Linked DNA regions of Mus musculus: all the other regions are linked to region 1. A link is a contact called in public HiChIP or PLAC-seq and Micro-C data. All regions are on one chromosome and are shown on one strand. Each heading gives the region's core, a stretch centred on a gene start, on an enhancer-like site or on the middle of the called end of the contact. The rest is flanking DNA. Distances are from core to core; before and after follow the strand shown.

Evidence for each region. A called contact is a pair of places that touch in the nucleus more often than the background predicts. HiChIP or PLAC-seq counts read pairs in DNA pulled down with a chosen protein or histone mark.
Region 2: a Micro-C map of embryonic stem cells shows a contact between it and region 1, with 2.1 times the contacts expected there. The contact joins the promoter of Ankrd60 here to the enhancer-like site in region 1. A contact is called at or near these places in 3 of 39 promoter capture datasets (the 3T3-L1 cell line and embryonic stem cells), 8 of 484 Hi-C or Micro-C datasets (the AML12 cell line, cortical neurons, embryonic stem cells and 3 more), 4 of 115 datasets of contacts at active chromatin or transcription factors (differentiating embryonic stem cells, embryonic hindbrain and embryonic stem cells) and 2 of 9 other capture datasets (adipose tissue and liver).
Region 3: a contact with region 1 is called in a FOXA1 HiChIP or PLAC-seq map of pancreatic cancer cells. The contact joins two enhancer-like sites. A contact is called at or near these places in 1 of 484 Hi-C or Micro-C datasets (nephron progenitors) and 2 of 115 datasets of contacts at active chromatin or transcription factors (embryonic stem cells and pancreatic cancer cells).
Region 4: an HNF4G HiChIP or PLAC-seq map of pancreatic cancer cells shows a contact between it and region 1. The contact joins two enhancer-like sites. A contact is called at or near these places in 1 of 115 datasets of contacts at active chromatin or transcription factors (pancreatic cancer cells) and 1 of 9 other capture datasets (embryonic stem cells).

The regions. Positions count from the first base shown.
Region 1 is chr2:173,769,579-173,772,278 of GRCm38.p6, reverse strand. It overlaps Vapb (vesicle-associated membrane protein, associated protein B and C), which reads right to left. Exons shown (of 6, transcript NM_019806.5): 3 at 655-758. Among named protein-coding and RNA genes, the nearest start is that of Vapb, 33 kb to the right of the region's middle. Within about 2 kb of position 1,403, at least 80 of the 459 cell types and tissues checked have an H3K27ac peak or open chromatin away from gene starts, as enhancers often do. A contact at or near this core is called in differentiating embryonic stem cells, embryonic stem cells and pancreatic cancer cells, where this site is marked.
Region 2 is chr2:173,576,923-173,579,622 of GRCm38.p6, reverse strand. Ankrd60 (ankyrin repeat domain 60) reads left to right here and starts at 1,350. Exons shown (of 4, transcript NM_027303.2): 1 at 1,350-1,633. The coding sequence starts at 1,549. It also overlaps the pseudogene Ppp4r1l-ps.
Region 3 is chr2:174,024,303-174,027,114 of GRCm38.p6, reverse strand. No RefSeq gene overlaps it. Among named protein-coding and RNA genes, the nearest start is that of Gm30143, 6.5 kb to the right of the region's middle. Within about 2 kb of position 1,489, at least 32 of the 459 cell types and tissues checked have an H3K27ac peak or open chromatin away from gene starts, as enhancers often do. A contact at or near this core is called in pancreatic cancer cells, where this site is marked.
Region 4 is chr2:173,976,215-173,979,196 of GRCm38.p6, reverse strand. No RefSeq gene overlaps it. Among named protein-coding and RNA genes, the nearest start is that of Gm30143, 42 kb to the left of the region's middle. Within about 2 kb of position 1,471, at least 58 of the 459 cell types and tissues checked have an H3K27ac peak or open chromatin away from gene starts, as enhancers often do. A contact at or near this core is called in pancreatic cancer cells, where this site is marked.

The DNA of each region.
Region 1 (2,700 bases), core at 154-2,653:
CCAGGTCCTGTCTCCTGGAGTAGGTAAGAGCCACCTTTGGGGAGAATTGCCGTTCTAATGCCCCTTCTTCTGGAAAAATCAATACCATAAAATCCTGCTTATTTATAAAAAACGAAGGCATCTTAATTTTACCAAAATTAGGGACACTGTTAAACATGTACTTACATGAGGAAGGAGGGATAAAAATGAAGGCAATTAAAGAACAAAGAAGCAGGGCCTGTTCAGAGACAGAGCAGATGCTTAGTGTGAACAAGACCCAAGCTCCGTCCTCAGTAAAGAGGGAAGAACAAAGCTGACCAGAGCTACTTCCGCTCCGCAGAGGAAAGCAACAGCGGGCAGTATCACTGGGGGGGAGGGGAGGGGCATTTAATGTTAGGCAAACCCTTCCGGGCATGAGGGCTGGAGACAGGCCAGAAGCATCCACTCAGGATAGAGCACGCCGCTGTGGTGCAGGAGAGGGAGGAGAAGGTCCACAAGAGCAGAGAATTGAAGCAAGTTCAGTTCATCGAGTCAGAAAAGAACAGCCATGTAAAATGTTAAAGCTATTCATCAAAGTTGGGAAAGTGGTACAGGGGCCTGAGTGTACACCTCCCTAACAGCACCCGCCATGGCTGCCCTAGCGGGCTGGAGAGAAGAAGAAGTGTTCGTACTTACTACTGCCTCCATATCAGAAGTGTCAGGCGGAGCAAACATAGACTGAACCATAAACTTGTGTTTACTTTTCTCATTGGGATCATAATCGAAAGGCTGTAACATCACTGAGAAAGAAAATATTTCATTAGGAGGGTCACAATGTGGTTATCGGAGTCGTTTGTCACGCTAGGTCTTACACTGTGGAGGAAAACAGCTCCCCAGCTCTCCCATCTGGACCCTGAGGAAGGCCGTGGCCAGCAGAGATGTACAACTTCCCCAACCCCCATCTTTCAGGTCAGCAGTTAAGGCCAGAAAAACTGGGGCCTGTCCCAGCCTCACAGCAGGTGCCAGCTGAGCTGTAGGTGGGTCTGGAACTTGGGTGCCTGATTTCTGATACAAAGATTGTGCGCTCACACAGAGCCACCCTCACCTATCTCACAGCTCTCGCTGAAGACATAAAATGGGAGAAACACCAAAGTCCTATTTTTCTCAAGGAAACATTGCCAAATGATCTTTTCGAGAAAGAAAACAGAATAACTCAAATCATTTCAGGATGGTTTTCACTTCTCTCCACCCCATTTCCCACGCAGCTCATCAAGGTAAGGCTTGAAATATGATTTTGCCAATAGAATTCTGGAGACGGCATAAAAGCTGGATTTGCCACAGCAGGAAAAGCAATTCCAACTCCTGCCCTACCCCCACCCAGAACCCAGAGGGAGCTCACCCAAGGCACCCCGCTGTACTGAGGGAGTCTTGTATTCTGATTCACTTCCTCGGACCTGTTTCCCCATGACTCAGCCAGGCCCAGTTATAGGAGGGCTGCTATACTCTCTCTGCTGCACAGCTTTAATAAGCTTTGCCCCTAGTGGCCTTCCCTGAAACCTAAGTTCACAATCAGGGGGCACCTCAGAGTCAGTGTGGGCCTTGCATCTCCAACCAGAACCTAGGCTCCTGCTCTTCAGACTGCCATTACCCCACTCCATCCGAAGAAGCAGGCGCTGCTGTGGGAGGAGGGCATTATTCTGCTGTCTATTTTTCTGATTAAAACAACAACAACAGCAAAATAAAAAACAGAAAAACCTGAAATAGAACCCAGTTTCCTTAGTCCACAAATGCATGCACACGCGCGCACACACACAGGCACGCACACACGCACACACACACACAGGCACGCACACACGCACACACAGGCACGCACACACGCACACACACACACACAGGCACGCACACACGCACGCACACACACAGGCACGCACACACGCACACACACACACAGGCACGCACACACGCACACACACACACACAGGCACGCACACACGCACACACACACACACAGGCACGCACACACGCACGCACACACACAGGCACGCACACACGCACACACACACACACACACACAGGCACGCGCGCACACACACACACACACACACACAGGCACGCACACACGCGCACGCGCGCGCACACACACACACACAGGCACGCACACACGTACGCGTGCGCACACACACACACACACACACACGCACACACACACATAGGCACGCACACACACACAGAGGCACGCACACACACACACACACACACAGGCACGCGCGCGCACACACACACACACACACACACACAGGCACGCATGCACACACACACAGGCACGCACACACACACACACACACACACACAGGCACGCGCGCACACACACACACACACACACACACAGGCACGCACACACGCACACACACACAGGCACGCACACACGCACACACACACACACACAGGCACACGCACGCACGCACACACACACAGGCACGCACACACGCACACACACACACACACACACACAGGCACACGCACGCACGCACACACACACACACACACACACACACACACAAACCCAAAGGTCTGCCCCACAGCTCCTGCTACTGTGTATCAAAGGATATCAGGCCTGCCTTCTGCAGTCTGTCCCATGAGAAGTTTCTCCTTCCTAGATAGGAGGAGATAAAAGGCTAGGAGGGGTTCCTGCCTGGCTGAGTCCAGGCTTACATTCATTCCCACACTATGGGTCCGATTTGC
Region 2 (2,700 bases), core at 101-2,600, 190 kb after region 1:
GCCTCTGCAGCAAAACAAGCTTCTACTGCTCAGGTAATGGAAACTTATCAAGTCTGTTGGTCTAAAAGGAGGGAAAATTATTCTCAGCTAGAATCTTGGATCCTTTATAGAGCATAATTTTCTAGAAAGAAGAGCAAAAACACCAGGCAGTCATGACACACGCCTTTAATCAGAGCACTCGGGAAGCAGAGGCAGGCAGATCTCTGATTTTGAGGTCAACCTGGTCTACAGAGTGAGTTCCAGGGCACTCAGGGCTACACAGAGAAACCCTGTCTCAAAAAACAAAACAAAACAAAACAAAACAAAACAAAACAAAAAAATCCCACAAACAAAAGACAAATAATAAAGATAAAAATAACTATTTAGTGTTCTGAGGTAGAATCTAGGTACTGAAATGAAATTGTTCACTTATGACAAGACCAGCCTCCTATCAAGACTGTGGCTACAAGACAGCTGCTGGGGGGGGGGGGGGGAGTTCTGTTCCTGGGTGGAGCCTTGGGATCAATACTCAGTACTGCAGAAAAAGAAAAAAGAAAAAAAAAAAAAAGAAAGACTGTAAGACCCCAGCCTGTTCACTGTACACATTATAATTATCCATCATTTAGAATGAGCCTCTCTGATATAAAAGGATTAAACCACCGTCCCTTTATGTCACCTTGAACTGCATGTGCCTCTGCCCCCAAGTGAGTGGGTGGCCTGGACCACCATGCCTTAGACCAAATTTGTGTAACTGCTATACAAACTATTTTTCAAGCTTCTATTTTGTTCGTGGTAACAACAGAGTTTTTGAAGGGCGTTCTGGCTCCCTGCCCGTTCCATGGTGCTTCCTCTAGCCCCTAAAGGCCTTGCTTTGGGTCTGGTGGTATTTGAGGGCCTACACCCTCCCAACCCTGCGGTTTGAGCTTCCCCTGAAAAGGTTTAAGCCTAGCCTTCCCATCAGATGTGTTCCATACTTTTCTCCCTCCGAGGATGTCACAACGTCAGGGCACACGGGTTTGATGCCATTTCCACCCAAGCCTCTGCCTGTTCCAGCGTGGCCCAGGTTAGCTTGGATTGCTATGTTCCTAAAAGCACACGGCAGCAAGCCTGTCGACCACCTTAGAAACTGTGGACCCAGCGTTTCTCCCTAACCATGCAGACTGCCCTGAACAGACAAGAGGTTCCCCACAGGGCTAGCAGGCTGGCGAGGACCGCGGAGGAGGCTGGGGGGGGGGGGGGGGAGCAGTCTCCGGAAGCGCGGGCGCCCCTCTCCTGTCCCGGGGGCCCCAGGCGGGGGCGGCGATGACGCGCGGGATGACGCGGGCCATGCGGAGGGCGGCAGACGTGGCGGGGGCGGGCGCGCGTCCGCCGAAACGGCAGGGGGACGACCCCAAGGCGGGCGCGCGCCACACTCAGCCCTCCAGCAGGGCCCGCGCACAGGTTAGGGGGCACACAGGGGACCCGCTTGCCTCCACCGTGTCGCCAGACTTGACTCCTGACGTCTATGTCCTGCGGGTGAAGCTGGAGGAGACTGGGGAGCTGTTCCGCGTGGCCAACTGCCGCAACGACATGACAGTGCGGGAGCTCAAAGAAGAGCTGGACCTGATGGTCGGCATCCCCTTCAACCTGCAGCGGCTGCATTTCCTGGACCGAGGTGGCCCCTGCCCGACCCCTTCCCGCACCCCATGAGCTCCTCCCACTCAATGGCCCCCCCCCCCGGCCCACTCCTGCCCTGGGTCCCCATGACACTCGTAACTGCCAGAGAATCCAAGGTGACCAAGTCAAACCCAACCACTCGAGCCCCATCTAGAACGGCCCCTTGGAGCGCTGGCCACTCAAGGGCTCCTAACTCCAAGCACATGGGTGGGTGTCTTATTAACCCCAAATATATAGGTGAACCTCATTCACAAGCATTGTGTCTGTCGCAGGCTGTGGTCTGCCAACCTTGAGCAAGTCCAGGCTGCTCAGAACCTCAACTCTCAAAACCACAAGACCTTCTGGGCAGCCTCTTGTCTTCCTTAGGGAGCCCAGGCCCCCAAGACAACCATGTCTACCTAAGACTTCACTCTTGAAACAAAACTAGGTCTTAGTAGACCCTACCACTACCAAATCGAGGACAGGCCTTTCCCCCCATGAGAACCTGGATCCAAACCAAACCCTAAGTGGTGGATACCAAATTCTCTAGTTAGCCTGTCTATGCGAGCATTTCAGAAGCTGGGACAAACCTTGTTGGCCTCAGGTCCCCAAAGGCAGAGGACATCTGCCTAAGATTGAACCCCAAATCTCCAAGCTGAAAATAACTAGCTCAGAGCCCCAACCCTAAAACTCAAACCAACCGTGTCCATACATGTCTGCACAAACACAGAAGAAGCCATCTGGACCTGGGACCCTCAAGACCCAGGACAAAGTCGACCAAGACTGAACTTGGTTTCTAGGCTAATGACCACTGCCTCGGGAACCCATGTCCTCCATCCCCACTGGCTATCCAGAGATACTAAACAAAATCCTACCCACCTTAGGAAACCCCAAATCCAGGCCAAGCATGACCAGATCTATTTTAGGTGACCCCAAGATTCCATCAACTGTGTCTACATAGAGATGCTAGAACTCAGATCAAACTTTCCCCTCCTGGAACCCCAAACCCAGAATAAAGCTGAGTGCCCAGATCTCATTCCCACACCAACCGCTACCAACACCGCCCCCCAACTCATACCAACTGTA
Region 3 (2,812 bases), core at 240-2,739, 250 kb before region 1:
TTCATAGACATACTCAAAAGCATGTATCTTAGGTGATTCTAAGTCAAGGTTACCTACCACACTGCGTAGCTAATCTTGGCTGGGGGAGATGGAAGACCCAGTGCCTTAGCATGTCTGCCTTACTTTTCTTCTCTGCAAAACAGAATTATATCTCCCCTTCTTTGTAACCATAGTCTGTCAATGTACATACATTGCCCCAGGTACATGTAAGTCAGCCCTTACAGAGCAAACCACCCTGGAGAGGAAGAATGTGCTATTTGGGGCTGCCTGATAAGCAGGCTAGCATCGTTGTCTTCAGAGTATGTGGAGAGGATTCGGTGAGCACACGGTCTGAGGTGCATAAGAGATGGCCACCAGCACTGCTAAGTACAAATAAGGATCCAGCCTGGAGTCATTGAGGAGCTGTCTCTAAAGACCGTGGGTCTCCTTTCAACAGGGAAGGTGTTCTGCTGCTCTCTGGTCCCCTACAGAGGCCTCCTGCCTTGGAATGTGACTCATAACACCATCACCCTTTTCTGACTGTTTCCCAGCTTCCTATTTCACTGAGAACAGAACCCCACCTCCATCCTACAGCCAGAGGCCTCATCTGCGGCCATCCAATCTTGCCCTCCTCAGCCAATCCCACTGCCTGAGACAGAGGGTCTTTGCAGTTAGCTCTTCTTTCCATTTAAGCCTGCTCCTGGAGTAGCTCTCTTAGTCATGTATTCCTGAAACTACTGACTTCTCTGCCTGGTTGTTACCCAGTCTCCATTTAGGATGTGTCTCCCTAGCTCCCACCCTGTAGCAAGCCCTGGGCTGTCAGCATGCAGATCTGTGGGGTTTGCACCCCAATTCACGAATGTGGTAATTTCAGGCAATCCCCATGTCTACAGAGACACCTCAAGTGGTGCTTCTGTCTGCCTGAAGCACTCCTGTTATTCACCTGCCTCATGAGACCCTTGTCTTGAGACCTTGTCATGAGACCTTGTGTGGTGCTTGGGTCTTCCGTGCCATACCCAGAAGGGCAAGCTGGCTGTATAGGAAAGGATGGTGATTCTGTTGGGGGCAGGTAGCTCCCCAATAAAGAGTCACATGTGAGAGACACCTGCATGGGTAGACTGAGCACCGGGGGCACAGATCAATATTCACAGGGTGCTGAGAAGGGCAATCTTGGAAAGAGTGTCTGTCCTGCCAACCTCTGCTGAGGTCTGCAGAGAGAAAAACATCCATAGCCTCTGGAGTTAAGTCTCTTTCCCAAAGAGCCGCTAGGCTGACACCACCCCACCCCAGGGAAGGTGGGTGTGTGTGGTGAGAAGGCTGGCTGAGAACGGAGGCCAGTGGGGAGGCCCTACCCAGCACGGCCCCCACTGCCCACAGCTCAGCGGCCCCCACTGCCCACAGCTCAGCGGCCCCCACTGCCCACAGCTCAGCGGCCCCCACTGTCCACAGCTCAGCGGCCTCCACTGTCTGCAGCTCAGCGGTGACTCATCCAGGCTCTGACTTCAACACCCTCTGCACATTAATGAGGCTTTAGCGTGACAGAAGAACAGGGAGAGAGGGAAAAGCAGGCTCAGGAACATTGTACAAGCACCTATTTGCAAAAACCTGAGCACCGCACACACTCACCATGTACAATTATCTACACACACACACACACACACACACGGACTGGCACACTATATTTGTTATTCATGGTCACGTGCACATACTGCACTGTATATTCTCACATACATACTCCCATGTACATAGACACACTACCTCCTGTACACACTCATGCACACACACACTCATGCACATACTGTATACTCACTGCACACATAGGCACATGAGCACACTGTATTTGAAATGCATTCTCATGCATACACACTGCATTAAATATTCACACATGCACATAGTCATACTGACCTTCCTGTGCACACACTATACACAGTGCACTTGCTTCAGTCTCTGGGTCCCCACACCCAAGCCTGACAAGAGCAGCAAGTTGTCCCATGTGTGCCATGTGTGCACACGCAGTTCACCAGGCACATCATAGTTTGGTATTTTCATTTGAAAACTCACTTCAGTTGACGCTCTTCTAGGTTAAAAAGTTCTCTGGTCTTCCTCTCAGTAGCCTGCTCATAGCCAGTATGAAAACTTCCATTCCAGTTTTAACAAGGAGAGAGGGAAAGAGATGGGGAGAGAGTCTGTCTCAAACTGTCTCCAACTCAACTGGGTCTGAACCCTGAAGTCAAGTTAGCCTGATCATAACCCAGCTAGAAACTCTAACCCCAGCAAAACACCCAGCTTTTGGCTACATCTTTGTTGCAGTCCTAGGGGATCTTAAACCACAACATAATATATCATATTTGAACTGGAAAGCCAGCGATATCGGGAACATTAAGCCTCAGTGTGCTGCTTACTTCTCCGAGACTCAGAGGCCGGGGCTGGAGAGGCGACTGGGTCACTTGATAGTTAATGTTTATCGTCACCTTTACGGGACTGAGAACATTCCAGAACTTAGCAAACCACATGTCTGGGTGGTCTTCAAGGACCACCAGGGTTAGATCATGAGGACTTGGACCCAATGCATAGTTTAAATCACTGATGGATCTAAAATATGAGTAGACTTTTGGAAGATACCAAGACTGGGATAGAGGCCTGGTCTGAGGAATAGCTCCCTGGAAGTGTGTCTGTCCAGGCTCTGTGTTGTATTGCCCCTTCCTGTTATGGCTCTATTCTGCTTCCTGTTGCCATGGAGTGAACCCCCGGTTTCTCTACATGTTCCCTCCCACATGCTGGTTATTTCACAGTGGACCCCCAAAGCCCAGTGCTACCTCATGATGGACTGAAC
Region 4 (2,982 bases), core at 222-2,721, 210 kb before region 1:
CCAAATCCCTGGGTCCACAGGCAGGTTTTCTTCCTTCCCTCTTTCAGTATCCTTTGTGTATGTGTGTGAATGCATGTATGTGTGTGCATTCATGCATGCATACAGGTGTGTGTCCATATGCATGTTCATGTGTGCTATGGCATACTCGTGGGGGTTAGGGAACAACTCCCTGAACTCAGTCCTCCCTTTCCACTGGTTCCACAGGCCATACTTACACCTCCAGGTTTGTGCATTTTTGCAAGAGCCTTTACCCACTGAGCCATCTCATTAGCCCTTAAAGAGGTATGTGTTGTATCAGGACACACCAATGCTGAAGAACACAGGACCATTTCAGGAGGGTAGGGCTGGGAGGTGGTTAGACCACTCCATATCTGAACCCTAGATGTCTGCCCTAATTTCACAGAGCTGGTGGCTTCCAAGATCATCACAGTGAAGGAAGCAGGAAGGAATGTGGGGTGGGAAGAAGCATAGAAACTGCCTTTTTTTCCTGCTCTGTCGGCACATTTATAACAAAATTGTAACTGTATAATGTTATGGTATTATTTAACTGACGTGTGTACTTTGGAATGTTTATAGCCACCATAAATCAAGAGGCCGCCAAAGCAGGGCAGTGGCCACAGGTAGACATTCCAAGGAAAACGTATGAAATAAGTAATGCAATCACAGAGCACCCACGTTCCAGCCCCAGCCAGAGATCGGAAAATGAAGCAGCCGTTGTCCAAATGCAGGCACCCCCAAAATGAGTTTTCTGGGAATGGAGGTGGCTGCGGCCTCCTCGCAAGCTCTCAGTGAAGATGCGGAGTGAGGACGGTTATTAAACCAGTAAGAACAAAATGGCTGACCCCAGAGAACACCTGGCTCTGCAGGCCCTGCTGCTGAGCTTAGTGACAACCCTCAGTGGCAGTAGCTTCCTATGCTGGGAGCTGGATCGTGATGGTATTTATTTCCCTATTTATGACTTCTGCCCAATTTACATTATCTAAAGAGAAGGATTTGCACTCCCTAAGGCATAAAATCCTATGGATTTACAAACTGTTCGATGCCTGCCCTCAGTAATTTTTTTTCGGGGCTTAAACTACTTTTATATCTTGACCAGTGGCTTGTAAAATGCACATCAAAATGAGTTCTGGCTAGATAAGGATCTGGCCATTAAAACTCTGTGGGCCCTTGGTCTGAAGGCAGCGGCCGTGCAATCCTCAGGACACTGTCGCTATTCTTTAATCCCCGGAGCTCTCATGCCTAACCTCACAGTGGGGAAGGTGAGCCCTGAAACTGGAGGTTTTGTTCGTTTTAAGTGTTTGCAAAACACCTTAGAGCCCCTCTGTCGGCCTTTGGGCCTTCAAGGCAAAAAAGTATAAGCTTAGGTGGTAAAAAAGAAAGCTAAAAGTTAAAAATTAACAAATAGGGATTAATCACACCCCAGAGGGCAGCAGGCTGTTTTTCCTCTTCTTGGACAGGTTGTATGATCTAACACACTGGAAGAAAATGCCCAGGTTGTTTCTCCCGGTGCCAGAGAGGATATAGTCTAGGGGAGTTTCTACCCATTCCACTTTTGTTGAGTTCAATTTTTCTCTGTTTATCAACTCAGGAATGTGGACGAATTTAGGATTTTCAGATGTAAGGGTCTGGCAGGGTAGGAAACTGGTGGTGCCGGGCTCTCTTTATTCAGGAAGATTCCAATTTCAGGGCCTGTCCAGGCTACGGGTGTGATTAGGAACAGCCCAGGCAACTTAGCCTAGTCTCAACATCAAAAGCAACAGGGCCCACAGGGCTCGGGCTGTAGATCTTTGGCTGAGTGAGAGACCTTGCATTCTAGCCCCAGTAACAAATGGAAGTAAGGGGGAGGGAGGGGAAGGGAGGGAGAAAAGAAAAGTAGGAGGGAGGGAATTTCCAACTGCTGCCTTGAGGCTCTGAAAATGGCTTTAAATTTTTAAAATAAGATAGAGCTCCTAAACCCGTAGCAAGGAACATTTACAAAGAGCTATTGAGAACGGAGACCCTGGGCACCTCTCAGTCTTTTACAGTCCCTCCATGCACCGAGATTCTGATCCTAAAAAACTACCTTCAGAGCATCAACAACAACAAAATCACAATAATCTCAAACTCTTGGCCTAGAATTTATATTTTAGCCTGGCACCGAAATAAAAACAAACAACAACAACAACAACAACAACAACAAATTGTCACATTCAACTTCTTTTGGGGGAACCTCTCATGCCCAAACCTCTGTAGGCTTGGGAGTCCTTTTTTTTTTTTTTTTGGTAAGGCTAGGGCAGGGGGATTTGATGGATGGCCCTCTCCTGGGGTGGGGGAGGTATCATCTGATGAGGCTCCAGCAGCCAGGATGGATGCACTTCCACCCTTCCTCCCTGCCCCTTGCAGCCTTGCTGTCTGCCCCTGGATGGGAAACAACAGTCCTGCTTAGCATCCTGCTTCTTCTAAATGAGACAGATAGGGATTGAGACAGTAGAACTCCAGGTGTTGGCGTTTGAGCCATTAGATTATAATTATGTTTTAAGAAAACCACTGCAAAAGCAAAAATAAAATTGAAAAAAACCTAACCCCCTAGAATTTAGATTTAGCACCCCCTCCCCTTTGTCCTCTGTCTGACTCCTCGTGTGGCCTCTCTCACCAGCCCTAGATGATTTATTATTTCAGAGACCCAGAGGGGACACAGCCCTGCCACTCTGTAAAGGTCACACTGTTAGTAGAGACTTTATCTGGGTCAGAGGCTGCCCTCGCATACCAGGGAAAAGCCCTCTATGAAGTTAATGAACAACCAGCCAGAGCAGGTCTGTGGCCAGCATTGCCGTGGTAGAGAATGGCTGGCCTTGTGGTGATCCAACTTCTGCACCACCCACCCACTCCTAACAGAGAGATTCCTGTTTTTATCACATCTGCAATGCTGGACCCACCCTGGGAATTCACTCTCCACGGAATGGTGTCTTTACAAAAACTCATTTAGCCCAGGCAGGCTTTCAT